Linked DNA regions of Mus musculus: all the other regions are linked to region 1. A link is a contact called in public HiChIP or PLAC-seq and promoter capture Hi-C data. All regions are on one chromosome and are shown on one strand. The core of a region is the stretch at or near the end of the contact, and the rest is flanking DNA. Distances in the headings are between cores, read along the strand shown. Region 1 holds the start of Aloxe3 (arachidonate lipoxygenase 3). Region 2 overlaps Dnah2 (dynein, axonemal, heavy chain 2). Region 3 overlaps Dnah2 (dynein, axonemal, heavy chain 2). Region 4 holds the start of Dnah2 (dynein, axonemal, heavy chain 2). Region 5 overlaps Dnah2 (dynein, axonemal, heavy chain 2).

Evidence for each region. Promoter capture Hi-C pulls out the DNA fragments that hold promoters and counts their contacts. HiChIP or PLAC-seq counts read pairs in DNA pulled down with a chosen protein or histone mark.
Region 2: a contact with region 1 is called in an HNF4G HiChIP or PLAC-seq map of pancreatic cancer cells. The contact joins the enhancer-like site here to the promoter of Aloxe3 in region 1. A contact is called at or near these places in 6 of 39 promoter capture datasets (the 3T3-L1 cell line, 3T3-L1-derived adipocytes, embryonic stem cells and 2 more), 1 of 15 datasets of contacts at CTCF or cohesin (the NIH/3T3 cell line), 2 of 484 Hi-C or Micro-C datasets (the G1E-ER4 cell line and nephron progenitors), 4 of 115 datasets of contacts at active chromatin or transcription factors (T-cell acute lymphoblastic leukemia, embryonic stem cells, extraembryonic endoderm stem cells and 1 more) and 2 of 9 other capture datasets (embryonic stem cells and pancreatic islet).
Region 3: a promoter capture Hi-C map of hippocampal neurons shows a contact between it and region 1, with 4 times the contacts expected there. The contact joins the enhancer-like site here to the promoter of Aloxe3 in region 1. A contact is called at or near these places in 12 of 39 promoter capture datasets (the 3T3-L1 cell line, 3T3-L1-derived adipocytes, the HPC-7 cell line and 6 more), 1 of 484 Hi-C or Micro-C datasets (embryonic stem cells), 14 of 115 datasets of contacts at active chromatin or transcription factors (the SCID.adh cell line, astrocytes, bone marrow-derived macrophages and 9 more) and 3 of 9 other capture datasets (adipose tissue, embryonic stem cells and liver).
Region 4: an H3K4me3 HiChIP or PLAC-seq map of forebrain shows a contact between it and region 1, with 3 times the contacts expected there. The contact joins the promoter of Dnah2 here to the promoter of Aloxe3 in region 1. A contact is called at or near these places in 9 of 39 promoter capture datasets (the 3T3-L1 cell line, the C10 cell line, cranial neural crest and 5 more), 1 of 484 Hi-C or Micro-C datasets (embryonic stem cells), 12 of 115 datasets of contacts at active chromatin or transcription factors (the 230-238 cell line, astrocytes, cardiomyocytes and 7 more) and 4 of 9 other capture datasets (adipose tissue, embryonic stem cells, macrophages and 1 more).
Region 5: a FOXA1 HiChIP or PLAC-seq map of pancreatic cancer cells shows a contact between it and region 1. The contact joins the enhancer-like site here to the promoter of Aloxe3 in region 1. A contact is called at or near these places in 17 of 39 promoter capture datasets (the 3T3-L1 cell line, 3T3-L1-derived adipocytes, the C10 cell line and 10 more), 2 of 484 Hi-C or Micro-C datasets (the G1E-ER4 cell line and nephron progenitors), 5 of 115 datasets of contacts at active chromatin or transcription factors (craniofacial prominence, embryonic forebrain, embryonic stem cells and 2 more) and 2 of 9 other capture datasets (embryonic stem cells and pancreatic islet).

Annotation. Positions count from the first base shown.
Region 1 is chr11:69,124,997-69,127,696 of GRCm38.p6, forward strand. It overlaps Aloxe3 (arachidonate lipoxygenase 3), which reads left to right and starts at 1,381. Exons shown (of 15, transcript NM_011786.2): 1 at 1,381-1,553; 2 at 2,330-2,534. The coding sequence starts at 1,407. It overlaps n-TKctt27 (a tRNA gene), which reads right to left and starts at 252; the gene lies at 180-252.
Region 2 is chr11:69,470,239-69,472,938 of GRCm38.p6, forward strand. All of the region lies in intron 39 of Dnah2 (dynein, axonemal, heavy chain 2), which reads right to left. Among named protein-coding and RNA genes, the nearest start is that of Kdm6b, 55 kb to the left of the region's middle. Within about 2 kb of position 1,448, at least 74 of the 459 cell types and tissues checked have an H3K27ac peak or open chromatin away from gene starts, as enhancers often do. A contact at or near this core is called in the G1E-ER4 cell line, T-cell acute lymphoblastic leukemia, extraembryonic endoderm stem cells and 1 more, where this site is marked.
Region 3 is chr11:69,526,004-69,528,703 of GRCm38.p6, forward strand. All of the region lies in intron 4 of Dnah2 (dynein, axonemal, heavy chain 2), which reads right to left. Among named protein-coding and RNA genes, the nearest start is that of Dnah2, 22 kb to the right of the region's middle. Within about 2 kb of position 1,263, at least 80 of the 459 cell types and tissues checked have an H3K27ac peak or open chromatin away from gene starts, as enhancers often do. A contact at or near this core is called in craniofacial prominence, embryonic forebrain, forebrain and 1 more, where this site is marked.
Region 4 is chr11:69,547,769-69,550,468 of GRCm38.p6, forward strand. Dnah2 (dynein, axonemal, heavy chain 2) reads right to left here and starts at 1,340. Exons shown (of 86, transcript NM_001081330.1): 1 at 1,224-1,340.
Region 5 is chr11:69,442,191-69,444,890 of GRCm38.p6, forward strand. The region is part of intron 63 of Dnah2 (dynein, axonemal, heavy chain 2); the gene reads right to left. Among named protein-coding and RNA genes, the nearest start is that of Kdm6b, 27 kb to the left of the region's middle. Within about 2 kb of position 1,346, at least 67 of the 459 cell types and tissues checked have an H3K27ac peak or open chromatin away from gene starts, as enhancers often do. A contact at or near this core is called in pancreatic cancer cells, where this site is marked.

The sequences.
Region 1 (2,700 bases), core at 131-2,630:
TCGTTTGTATAGCTAGTACTTTAACGTAATGCTGTTCCCTCTTCTGATTGTTCGGAACTTACGTTCAATTTACATTTCCTTTTAAAAAGAATGCAATTACTTTGTTATTATAGAGCTATTGTCAAACAAGACAGCCTAACAATAGTGTTTGTAAGTGCAGATTCCCACAAAAAGCTAAGCGCCCGAACAGGGACTTGAACCCTGGACCCTCAGATTAAAAGTCTGATGCTCTACCGACTGAGCTATCCGGGCTCTTAGCAAAGCTCTCCACTTTTGCCTAAATGAATTTATTATGATACCTACGTATTCTTGTGTGTATTTAAAGGATGAAGTTCGTTTTTGTCCGAGACTCTGACTTACTGAAACCTAGTCGCTAACGCCTCGGCTTTTATTAGAAGTTAAGGAGGGCAGGAGCGCCACTCAAGCAGGAATCTAGAGGTGCCTAGACCAGCCACGCGGGGCCGCTGCGGGCCACAGGTTTCCCCGGTAGAGTCTATTTTTTTTCTTCCCTGGTCCTTGTGACCTATATCTTGGACACCTAGGGCATACAGGGTGCCTCCCACGGTTCAGCAGGCTGGCTGAGGGAGGACCTGGAGCGTAAAGAATGTCACATGAGGGCCTCCAGATGCTGTCGGGCAGGCTTCCACTCACTTGGCAGGCAGGTCCTATCTCAAAGGAGTGATTGAGGTCGGGAATAACAAAAACTGGAGACAGAGAGAAGACTAGACTTTAGGAGGAGATGGGTGGGTCGGTGGCAGGAAGGAGAACATGATGGCCTTGTCACGTGCTAAGATGTGTGTTATTCACTTGATTGTTGATGAGGTCACCTGGCATTTATGAATTGGTGCAGCTTTCCGATGCACGGTGTGATTCACGTGGGTGATTCACATGTAGGAATTCTGGTGTTCTGGTGCCCATTTCTGGTTTGGAAATAGGAGGAAAAGGCTCTAGGTGGAATCTGGGGAATGGGTGAACATGGGCTTCAGGACATTAGTCAAGCCACTGATCAGACACAAAGTAGTGTCCCAACACGCGTCACCTCCTCCCTGTCTTCCACTTGCCACTTGGTCCCTCCTTCCTTATTCCCTCCCTCACCAATGGGCCCAGGCTTCTGATATCCATCTGGATGAGCCAGCCAGAGGGACAGGCTGTGTCAGAGGCATGCAAACAAGTATTAGGGTGCAAGTCGGTGGGTGGGGATAGTACTCCCGAGCTACCAGCGGAGCTGCCGTGAGAGATCGAGAAAGAGAGAGAGCGCGCGCGAGCCCAGGAACGTCCTAGAGCTGGATCCTTCCTCAGGCCCACCCTTCCCCAGCCCCCAGCCTCCTGCCCAGGAGCTGACTCTCTCTTACCTGTAGCGTACCTTCTCTAGGCTAGCTACTGGTTTGGGGTTATTGGGTCCAGTCATGGCAGTATATCGGCTGTGTGTGACCACTGGTTCCTACCTGAAGGCTGGCACATTGGATAACATCTATGCTACATTGGTAGGCACCTGTGGTGAAAGCCCTAAGCAGAAGCTGGATCGCGTAGGCAGGGACTTCGCCTCTGGATCGGTGAGTACAGAGGAGAGATGGGGAACCTGAAGGAAGTGAGGATTATTCTTGTTGGATTCGTCAAGTCCTGCTGAACTCAGGATGCCTGCTATGTCCTGTGATCATTTTCTTTGACATCCCTGACTTTTGGGAGACGATAAACCATACCAATTGTTCTGAGACAGGGCTGTGGGGAAGGGCATTTGGAATGGATTCTGGGGACTTCCCCTAACTTCCTGGCTTCTCCTATCATTGTTGTTATTGTTATTATTTTCTGTGGTTTTTCCAGACAGGGTTTCTCTGTGTAGCCCTGGCTGTCCTAGAACTCTCTGTGTAGACCAGGCTGGCCTTGAACTTAGCAATCTGACTGCCTCTGCCTCCTGAGTGCAGGGGGAATTAAAAGCCACCACTGCCTGGCCTGGCTCCTCCCCTAATTGACACTAGGCTTTGACCAAATTGATTCCTCTGATCAGATCATGGGTCTCCTGTTCTTTGGGAGGGGTCTGCTTTGTCGGTCGCTAGTTTAGTTTGCTAATGACCCTACATGAAAGTGAACTACTGGCAGTGAGGGTAGGAATCCCTACAAAAATTCACTCAGGCACTGAGTATGGTGCCTGCTCCTCTCTGGATGGAGACGGGCTCTTTCTCTCAATCACACAAAGGAACCACATGGATCAACGACTGCTCAGGCCAATATCCCAGAAAGGTAGCGGTGTTGATGCACACTTCAGAGTGCAAAGATGTCCTCGACAGTTCCTGGTTGCTCAAAGGCCTGCTTGCTGCTTCCCTCACTCCAGGTTCAGAAGTATAAGGTGCGCTGTGAAGCAGAGCTGGGTGAGATCTTGCTGTTGCGCTTACACAAGGAGCGCTTTGCTTTCTTCTGCAAGGACCCTTGGTACTGCAGTCGAATCTGTGTCACTGCCCCCGATGGCTCTGCTGTCCACTTTCCCTGCTACCAGTGGATCGATGGCTACTGTACTGTGGAGCTGCGGCCAGGAACAGGTGGGCAAGGGACAGAGACTGCACAGTACTGCAGAGGCTTCGTGTGAGGTTAGGAATGGAGTCTCACAGAACTCGGCGCGTAGGGAATGTGACTGGGGTTAGGAATGCCGGGATCCCAAAGCAACAGTGTCTGATAAAGAGCACTGCTAAAGTCCTGACATGCAAG
Region 2 (2,700 bases), core at 198-2,697, 350 kb after region 1:
ATTTCCTTTAGCTGTGAGCAAGGACCTCATCCCTCCATGCTCTTCTCTGTGACTTTTGAAATTGTTTGAATGTTATCTCACCTAGATTTTCCTTTAAATCCTATCTCTTCTCCCCTTTGTCTGCCATAGTCCTTTCTTAATAGCATTTCATTAGAATTTCACTTGGATAATTCTGATCATTGTTCAGGGTGGAGTCTTGGTGGCCCAGGCTGACCTGAATGCATAGAGGGGACCGGCTATCCTCCTCACCCCCAGAGTCCCTGTGTCTGCAGAGATGCCCACCACTCCCCAGCAGAGGCCATTGATGGTTTGCTTTGTATTTCCTCTCCTTGGCCTATCTATTTCTCCACCAGGCTCTTTCTTGTTTGTTCGGGTTCTTTTGTTAGGGAACCTAGGCCCTGCAGGTAACCAAGTCCTAAGCAGATAGGTATGCAAGCCAGACAAGGACAAGCCCAGCCCCAGCACACCCCCTACACACACACACACACACACACACACACACACGCACACGCACACGCACACGCACACGCACACGCACGGTGGGGTGCAGGCTGGAGGGAAGGGGGGTCAGTCTCACTGCCATCACCTTTTCTGGGTCACACATTAACTAAGCCCCCACCTCCTATCGAGAGTGACTCCTGCCGTGTGGCGTGAATGGCAATGTGCCCAGTCCCTTACTTCTGTCGCAGACCATAGGTCACACATCATACATTGACTAAGCCTGCTTCCTTGTGATACAAGACCACCCCTCTTCTCAGAAACCCTTACAAAGTAGACTCCTTGCTTCTCCCAGGGCTAATACTTTCCTTCAAACTCTTTACCATACTGTCTGTTGCCCTGCATTTAAAAAAGTCTCTTGTCTCAGGGATTTGGCTCAACATCCCCTCTCCTCCCTTGCCTCCTCCCTCCCACTAGTAACACCTAATGGCCTTCCTACCAGAGCTCTTCTCTCAGGTTGTTCAGCGAGCTTTGGTTTTCCTTACATCATCCATTCATATTCATATTCTCTCTCTCTCTCTCTCTCTCTCTCTCTCTCTCTCTCTGTCGTGTGTGTGTGTGTGTGTGTGTGTGTGTGTGTGTGTGTGTGTGTATTCTAGACCAGGCTACCCTCAAATTCCTTATGTAGCCAAGGTTAGCCCTGAATTCCTGATTCTCCTACCTCTACTCCCATTTTCTGTTTATATGGCTGGGTGTGTGGGGCTCCTGCAGGCGACAGTGCACTTGGGATCTTTATGCCATGTCCCTGTCATTCTTCTTGGGTCAGAAGAATTCCCCGGAGAGAATGAATACTTTCACTTGCCTGTCTGGATGCCTCAATTCTTTAAGCCGAGAGATGAAAGAAAGCATCTAGTCTGCAAACGTTCCCTCAGTACTGGTTAATCTGACTCATTCCTCTCCTGCCTGCTGTTCCTCAGGCTCGACACCTCTACTCAGCAGGGGAGGCTCTGTCACCCGGGGCCATTAAGACACCAGATCTTAGAGATACAGCTCCTTTCTTCTCCTGGGACAGAGTCCTGTTACACAACTCTAGCTGGCTTCAGCGAACAGCTCCTTTTCCCAACCTCCATCCGCAGCGGTCAGGCTGGTGCTGCCTTCAGGGCTCTTCTGGACTGAGCTCCTCCAGAAGCCATTCTTCCCTTTGCTCCCACCAGTCGCCTGGGGGCACTGACAACGGACACCCCCTTCTCCTGCCCTGCAGGTGAAGCTTGAGACTTTACACCATAGAGTGAATGCTGACTGTGGACAGCGTGAGGCTGAGCTGAAGAGACTGCAGGAATCCTTTGACCCCCTCCCTGCCACCACCAGGGCTTGGACAAGCACAGATCTTCCTAGGTTGTAAGTTGTCCTTCCCATCAGTTGATGGGGAGGGTGAGTCCCTGTAGCCTGACTTCTATAACAGTGGGCTTTACGTTGTTCCACCTTCAGGCTTGGGCTGCTTGCCTTCCAACTCCTGGTGCCTTAGACTGACAAAATTCCACGGCAGGAAAACAGCATTGGAACCTACTTGCCTCACAAAGTCCCTTCACTCACTGTCACCACACCAAGGCCCCTAGAATTCTTGCCATCTAAGCAATGTAATAAAAAAGGACATATTTCTTTGAATTTTTTAATCCAGCATTTAGCAGTTTCAACTGAAAGGACAGCTCAGAGTGTGTGGACGAACACGAGGAGGGGACGCCTCTGCCCCTCCTCTGTTCCTCTGCTCTCACACACCACAGAGCTCCCAGAGACTCTCTTCAAAGTTCCCACCATGAGGACAGGAGGCGAGGTGGGCGAGGGCTAGTGGATCCAGTCAGGGTAGCTGGGCTTTCAGTGATTTCAAGGATCTGCTGAGTTGAAGTTACCTGAGCCCGACATGGTGACCCATGGTGAGGCAGTAGGCCAATCAACCCCTGTTAGCAGGAGGCCAGCCTGGTCTATATAGGGAGTTCCGGGTGGGTCAGCCAGGGTTACATAGTAACACCCCACCTCTAAATTAATTAATTAAGTAGGAAAGTAAGTAAGTAAGTAAGTGTCGGTGAGCCAGGACTCCAGAAGGAGATGAGTCAGAGAGGAAGCTGTTTGTGTGGGTCCTAGGTGGAGCCAACTGTGTCATTCAAAGTCACACCTAATGAGTGACAGAAGTTCAGGACAGTCACACTTCCTGTTCTCAGATGCACAGTTACTCATGAAATCAGGGAGCCTGATAAAGAGTAAATA
Region 3 (2,700 bases), core at 13-2,512, 400 kb after region 1:
AAAACTCCAACTCGTAGAAAATTTTCAAGAAAAATAAAGTTAACAAAATATCCTTGCCTCCTGGATTCAATGTCAATGCTCCATCTGTCTGTCCCCTCTTTATACCTGAGCCTTTGTGAGCTGCAGGCATCCAGATGCCACACCCTTAATGCTTGGCCTGTATCTTCTAAAATTACTGTAATTATGGTGATAGAAAAATTTATCTAATACAATATATGTCCACATTTAACTTCCTCCAGTTGTCCAAATGATGTCACGTATAGCTGGATCTCTTCCTCCCCATCCATATCCCGCCCAGGGCTATCCATCGTCTTATTTTGTTGTTGCTGCTGTTTCTCTTCTGAAACAGGGTCTCACTATGTAAGCCCTGGTCTAGAATACACTGCTACATAAATTAGGATGGCTTTCAACTCACAGAATCCTTCCACCTCTATCTCCCTAATGCTGAAATTAAAGGTATGTACCACCATGCCTAGCCTCTGTGTGTGTGTGTGTGAGAGAGAGAGAGTGTGTGAGTGTGTGTGTGTGTGTGTGTGTGTGTGTGAATGAGTGAGTGTGTGTGTGTGAGTGTGTGTGAGTGAGTGTGTGTGTGTGAGTGAGTGTGTGTGTGTGAGTGAGTGTGTGAGTGTGTGGTGTTTGAGGTGCATTTTTGTTTGTTTGTTTGTTTGTTTAGGTTTTTTTGGTGGGGTATAGACAGAGTTTCATACTCAGGCTGGCCTGGAACTCCTAATACTCCTTCCTGCCTCTGTTTCCTACAACCTCCTTTCATTTCAACAACTCCTATCCTTTGCTATCCTCTGTGTGTGTGTGTGTGTGTGTGTGTGTGTGTGTGTGTGTGTGTGTCCTCCTGTTTTAGCCTCTCAGGTGACAGGATTACAAGCATGTACCATCATGTCGGGCTTTCTCTTTTACGTTGTACTATCAATCACTCTAAGAATCAAGCCAGATGTTTTTCAAATGTCCCTTAATTTGGATTTATCTAAATGCTTGTTATTAGGTTGAAGCTAAATGTTCTCGGTGGAACGCCATAATGTTCCCCAGAACTGGCATCCTTACATTTCAGTGCTGAAACTAAAATGCACGCTGACATTAACGTGAGAGGCCGTCGGTAAGCAGCAACAGCGCAGCCTTCTCACTCCCAGACGCCGTTCCTTGTGCATCTCAGGAAAATTCTTTGTATGTTCTCTCTAAATCCACACTGTGACGGCTGTCTACTCCTGCAGCTGGGCTGTGCCCATCCCTCGTGTCTATTCGCGTCTCCCTAATTGCATTAATGTGTCCGGCCTTTTCTTTCTCATGAACGGCGGCTGCCTCAGCCTTGCGCTCAGTCGGTGACGGATTTTCAACCACAGCTATTCAGTTCCCCGCCATTTCTCATCTGGTTTTGTAGCACGCTGCCTTATTCGTTCCCTAAGATCCGTGCCCCACCTCCCCCTTTCATCTCCTTCCACCTTTTATCATCTCGTAGAGACTGAATTCATGTTGGTATCGAGTTGCACCGTGGCTGTTGTGAGGAGCCTCCTTCCTTGGGTTAGATCTCCCTCCTGTATACGCGCTTTGTTCTTTTTTTTTTTTTTCTTCCCTTTGTCCTTGGTATAATGTGCCCGCCGTTGCCATGCAATTTCGCCCCATTTTGCTCATGCCTGAGCAGCTTTGTCAATTCACTCTTTTGGCTCTAGCACACTGTGGGCGACTTCTTGATGCCCCACTGGGAGAGGCCAGTTTATTTTGCCTCTTGAAGGTAAAGTGAAAGGATTAGGTATTTTATGTTATTCTCTTTTCTGTAGCCTGAGAGACTTGTGTGAGGAGGGGCACGTGGTTAAGGCTAATTTAAGGCAATAGCAAATCTTTGTTAAATGACAAACCTCTTGGGGGATGTTTGGAATGCTCCAAGGTTTTCCCCCAACCAAGTGCGGGAAGAGAAGGAACTTGGAGCTTCAGCACAGTTTAGGGTTCACACCTGTTTGTGAAATTCACTAGATTTGATTATGCCTTTTCCCTGTGTTCTGTGGATCCTGGGCTGTGAGCTGCCTTCATGTCCCAGGTCTCACTCTTTGCCCCTTTTATCAGATACTAGGTTATGGACTCCCCCACTCCCACCTCTACCCCTGCCCCAGTGAAGAAGGGTTTATTTTGGCTAACGGTGTGACAGGGCACAGAGCATCACAGTGGAGAAAGGCGTGGGCATGGCAGGAGGAGACACTCCTTGGAGTCTAAAATCAGAATGCCGAGAGACATGACTCTTTTTTTCCCTTTCTGTGCTGGGGATTGAGTGCAGGGCCTCCTGAAGGTTCCACTAAGCTACTGTGCGTAGTCATTTTTTAAAGGAAGTTTAAACTAGCCACCCTAACCTGGAGAATACAGTAAAATCTCTCATCTACTGTTGTAGCAAGTTAAATGGATCTGTCTCTCTCTCTCTCTCTCTCTCTCTCTCTCTCTCTCTCTCTCAAGATTTTATTTATTATATGTATGTGAGTACACTGTCGCTGTCTTCAGACACACCAGAAGAGGGCATCAAATCCCACTGCAGATGGTTATGAGCCACCATGTGGTTGCTGGGAATTGAACTCAGGCCCTCTGGAAGAGCAGTCAGTGCTCTTAACCTCTGAGCCATCTTTCCAACCCACTCATATCTATTTTTATACATTCCTTTAATGCTGCTATTCATCATTTATACTCCTGCCCTAGTATTAACTGTTT
Region 4 (2,700 bases), core at 90-2,589, 420 kb after region 1:
CTGCCTCTTGGGTGCTGGAATTATGGGGGTGTGCTGCCACATCTAGCTGCCGCCATTATCCTGAAGATGAGTTTCTGAGCTCTGATTTGTGTGGTCTTTGGCCCAGCCCAGACTCCTGTTGCTGAGAGAGCAGGGACTGAAGGAAAGAGGCTGCGCCACACCCTAAAACCAACAGCTGCACAGTACACGGGGCTGGGATGGAACTCATAGGTAATCTTCCAGCCAGATGGTAAAGAGGGGTGATGTGACTGGTCAGAATCCCGAGGGAAAAGTCCCAAAGGACTGAAAATTTGTGGGGAGGCTTGGGATGGGGATCCTCAAGGGCAGGTTCATAAATCCCTCAGGGAAAGGAACTTTGCATAGACCCTTTTTCTCTTCTGACTCCCCTCTCAACGGTGGCTGTGCCTAGGGATCCCAGCCCCCCACATTATGCTAAATAGGTAATCAAACATCTTGCTTTGCTAATTACTGCTCAATCCGATTAAACGCCGCTGAAGCTCATCAGCAGAGGTGGAGGTAAAGGGAGGGGGGGGGCGCAGCCACAGCTGTGATGGGATGCTTGTCCCTAGGGGCTGTAGGGGACAGCTGAGAAACAACCAGAGTAGCAAGTCTAAGCACATCCCAAAGGAAAGGGACTGAGCAGTTGTACCCTGAGATCGGTCCCTTAGCCTGGGCCACCTCAACTATAGGCGTTTCTCTCCTCCCAGAGCCTTATCACCCTCAGAACCCAGGCACCCGGCCATTCCCACAGTCACCCACACACACCCCTGTCCCAGATTTAATAAGGTCTGTTCTCCCACTGTCAATATTTGATTTCTCAGAGCCATCTCCACGGAGAAGAGGGGCCTCGGTCCTTCTTCCCCCCTACCTTGGTCCTTTTGGGCCCAGTCCTAGTCCCTTTGTGCTCCCAACCTTCTCTGAACTTACTGACTTAATGAAATGATATTAAAGTCTTAAGCAACTCCAAGAAGAATGGTTGCTATGGTAAAGGGAGTGGGCAGGACGCCTGGGTCCCTGAGGGGTGTAAGGGCTGAGAGGGAGAGGGAGCCAGAAGCTAAGACCTAGAAGTCACAGCCCCCTACCCCCACCCTCCAACCCCCGTGGGTAATAGCAAACTTTGGATGAGGTGGGTGCCATACCTCTAGATCTTCGTGAGAAGCAGGGAATAAGGTGGGTGCTAGGAGAAGCTGGAAGGACAGATGTTCAAGGGGTCAGGGTCTTACCCGCCACTGGCTGACCTGAGTATCCATTAGGAGAGAGGGATCAGTGTGGGAGACGGGGCCTCTGTGCCAGCAACCGCCCTGCTGACCCTGCCCTGGACCAGTTCCGTGAGAACCAGAGTGGATTCTTCAACAACCCTGACTCATCTCTCTGCCCCCTTTCCCCACCAGCAGCCCCCCCACAGGTGATTTGTAGCTGAGGCCACCCCCCTCCAGTGGCATGAGCCAGGAAAGAGTCATTCCATGACAAGAAGAACTGAGGGCTTCCAAAGAGAACTCGGGCCAATGGGTGGAAACCGAAGCCCCACCCCGGCTCCCCACATCCATCCCCTTCTCACTCCCCTGGGGACCCTGGCCCAGCCCCAGTCCCCTTGGGGTGGTGGGAATGCAGGGACATTTGGCTGTGGCTGATTGATGAGGGAGGAGGAAGCCCGTGCGCACGAAGGCTGCTGTTTGCTGAGCACACAGATTCCTCCCCACTCACCAGCTGCTGCCCCCTGAGGCTGCTCGTGGGCACCCCCACCCCACCAGTCAGTGCCACTGGGGGAGCTGATGCCTAAGTTCCTGATAGAGAACCAGGAAACGGACTGCTTCAATTCCCTCATGAGAATCACAGCTGCCTCGAACCTGGTTGTTTTGAACTCCCTCCGGACACCTGCCCTGCCACATACGTGACTCTTGTACTCAGTAGTGGCCATTCATTCTGTGTCTTTCTTTCTTGCCCTACTTATCACCCCAAGTCCAGGCAAGCCAGTACCCTGCCTCCGAACCACCCCACATCTCTTTCCCCCGCCTGCCTGCAGACCTTGAACATCTTCCTGGGAAGGGGGAGACCCGAGTCTGTGGGTGCCCACTTTCCCGTTAGGAAGAAGCCCCACATTTCATTCTAACTTAAATCTCAGTTTGCAACATCAAACATTATCCACCAGATATTTTTATTGCAGTCTTGTGTGTTGGCTCAGCGAGTTAAGGCACCTGCTGCAAAGCCTGAGAAGCAATGTTCCATCCTGTGGAGCCACGCGGTAGAACAGACCCTGGCAACTTGGCCCCTGCCCTCTATGCGCATGCCACGGCCTGCACAAACGCTCCCTACCACACGCACATAAACACACATTTAAAAAAAAAGAAAGAAAGAAAGAAAGAAATTTCTACTGCAACTCCTTACCCCTTCTCCTATCGCTAACACTCCCCAACACAGACCATACTCTGAACAGGTGAAAGTTGTATCTCTTAAACTGCAAAGGCTAGCCAAGCCTGTGCTTCTGCAGCTCCGCCCCCAGGATGGCCAAGCTCCACCGACCTTCCTTCCACAGTTGGGAAGGGCAGCTTAGGCATCTGGGTCCCTAGCCTACTTGTTTCCCTTAGTTCTGCTCTGCTCGCCCTCGCTGGATGTGTTTCATTGTGTTGTGTATTTGAAATAGGGTTTCGCTTCATAGGTTACACTGGCCTCAAACTCACAAGCCTCTGCCCTCAACACCTC
Region 5 (2,700 bases), core at 96-2,595, 320 kb after region 1:
AAAAAGAGAAGCAGAAGGACATGGGCTCATGAAGAGAAGCAGAACTGGAGACTTGAGGGTAGTGAGGAACAGCCTCATGTGAGTAGCCAGTGATGCCACCTGGGACCATGGTGAGGTCCTGGCCTGTGTTGCCACCAAGTTAAGAGCTGGATTTGTAGCTCTGCAGTAGAGGGGTTATGTCACCACCAAAGGCTAGGTGGATATTCCTGGGCTGGGCTGCCATATATGAGAACTGTGTAGAGCTGTCCCCACCCTCTCCTGGGCATCATGGGAGAGCTGGCCCCAAAGGTATGGGAGCAGGAGAGCTGTCTCTTCTTCATGCTGTGCGATGGATTCGGTCAGAAGAGTGGGAGAGCGGGAGAGCTGGCCCTGCCCCCTCAGCAGCTCACTCAGGAGAGCAGGCCGTGTGCCTGACCTGGGCGCCACACTAAAGATGGTCCTCCTAGCATGGGAGTGGGCTAGCAGGCTTTGCTTCTTGTCAGACCCCACATTGGGTGAGCTAGCCGGGGAAGTTTTGGAGAGCTGGCCTTGGTGGTTTGGGCTCAGGAGAGCTGGCAGACTGACCCACACTCAGCTACCAGCCAGGCCCAGATCCAGGGCTCTGTGCTGGCTCACCCCAGCATCTACTCCATCTGTGAACTGCTGGAGGGTATGAAGGGGCTGTAGATCTGCAGAGTCTCTATGATACAGGGCAACAACACTGTAGTGAGAGGAGTGTAGCAGAAGCCAGAGGCTTCAAACTAGACCAACCCGTTGCTGTAATGAACGTTTACAAGTGAAGAAGTATGGGCAAAAGGGAACACTGTATGACACACTGTGATACACTACAGCTTTCACAATGAGATTTTTCTTTCCTTTTTCTTTTGTGAGGGAGGTGGCAAGGGCAAAGGGTGGATATAGAAGGCTGGGGAAACGAGTGGGATTGGGGTGCCTGATGTGAAATGTACAAAGAATCAATTAAAAGTTTTTAAAAAGTAATTTAAAAAAAAAGAGATTCATTTGACTCTTAAGTTTCAGAACCTTTATCAGCAGCGAGGGAAAAATGTTGGTGCCCTCCCACCCCACCCCCATTTACTTTTTTTGTTTGTTTGTTTTTGGAGACAGGGCCCTCACCATGTTGTTCTGGCTAGGCTTGAATATCTAGGATCAGATGATAGCCTCCCCCAACACACACACACACACACACACACACACACACACACACACACACACACACACAGCACACAGCTCTCCTGCTTCCTCTTACCAAGCTGTTGCTGTTGAGCACGTGTGGCTCATCCACTAAGAGTCCTAACAGAGTGAACTCTGTTTATCTAAGGAATGAATCATTGGCAGCAACGGAACTCCAGAGGTTCCATTGTTTAAAATCAAAGGAACAACTTAATGGCTTGTCCCAGGATGTGACTCATCTGGGTAAGTAGCCTTTCCAAGAGGGTTGCCTCACCTGCGGCTCTGACCTCTGACCTCCGACCTCCGGGAAAAGAGACAGTGAGGGAGAAGAAGGCTTGTGAGAGCTAGGAAGGGGTTATGCCAACAGGATGGAGGGATGGAGGGATGTGCACAGACAGATGCCTAGGAGCCTGGATGGCTTCTCTGCACAGGCAGAACCGGAAGAGGCCTAGAGGGCAAGCTATATTTCCGGACAGTAAAAATGACCATGATAGGAAGAGACAGAGATCAGCTAAGGGCTGGGGTAGGCTATCATCGAGTCACAAACATGGTGCCTAGCCCAGCTCTATTGGCAACTATCCTACAGGTAAGCAAAGAAGACACCAGACAGTATGCGTAATATAAATATGTGTGTGTGTGTGTGTGTGTGTGTGTGTGTGTGTTTGCGAGCGCACACACTGCTGTGCTGTCTTACTGTTCTATTTCTGTGAAGAAACATATGACTAAGGCAATTTATAGAAAAAGTATTTAACTGGGGGCTTACTCTTTCTCCTTTAGAGGGTTACTCTATGGTCACCATGGTGATAAGCAGACAGGTATAGCACTGGAGCAGTGGTTGATCCATGGGTAATAGAGAGCTAGCAAGTGAGAGGAGAGAGAGCAAGAGAGTGACAGAGAATGGCCTGGCATGGGTTTTGTTTTGTTTTGTTTTGTTTTGTTTGTTTGTTTGTTTGTTTGTTTTAAATCGAGACTGGGTTTCTCTGTATAGTCCCAGCTGCCCGGAACTCACCATGTAGACTTTGAATTCAGAGATTTGCCTGCCTCTGCCACCCAAGGGCTGAGATTGAAGGTGTGTGCCACTACTGCCTTCTGCTCTGGCATGGGCTTTTAAAACCTCAAAGTTTACAGCCAAGGACATACTTCCTCCAACAAGACCACACTTTTTGATCCTTTTAATCCTTTCAAAGAGTTCCACTTCTTGCTAAGTATTCAAATATATGAACCAATGGGACTATTCTCATTCAAACCATCACAAGTATGTAAAAATATGTATGTATGTTTGTGCATTTGTGTGTGTATGCTTGTGTGTGTGCGCGTGTGTGTGTGTGCGTGCGCGCGCGCGCCCCTGCATGTGCACTGATATGAACATAGATCAGTTTTAGATGGGTGGACAAGATTTTGTGAAAATTGGCTGCACATTCATGGAGAGAAGTTGGGTGCTACAGAGCAGAAGGTGGGAAAGAAGCTTTTTAAAATTTATTCTTGCTGGGCAGTGTTGGCACACACCTTTAAGCCCAGCACTTGGGAGGC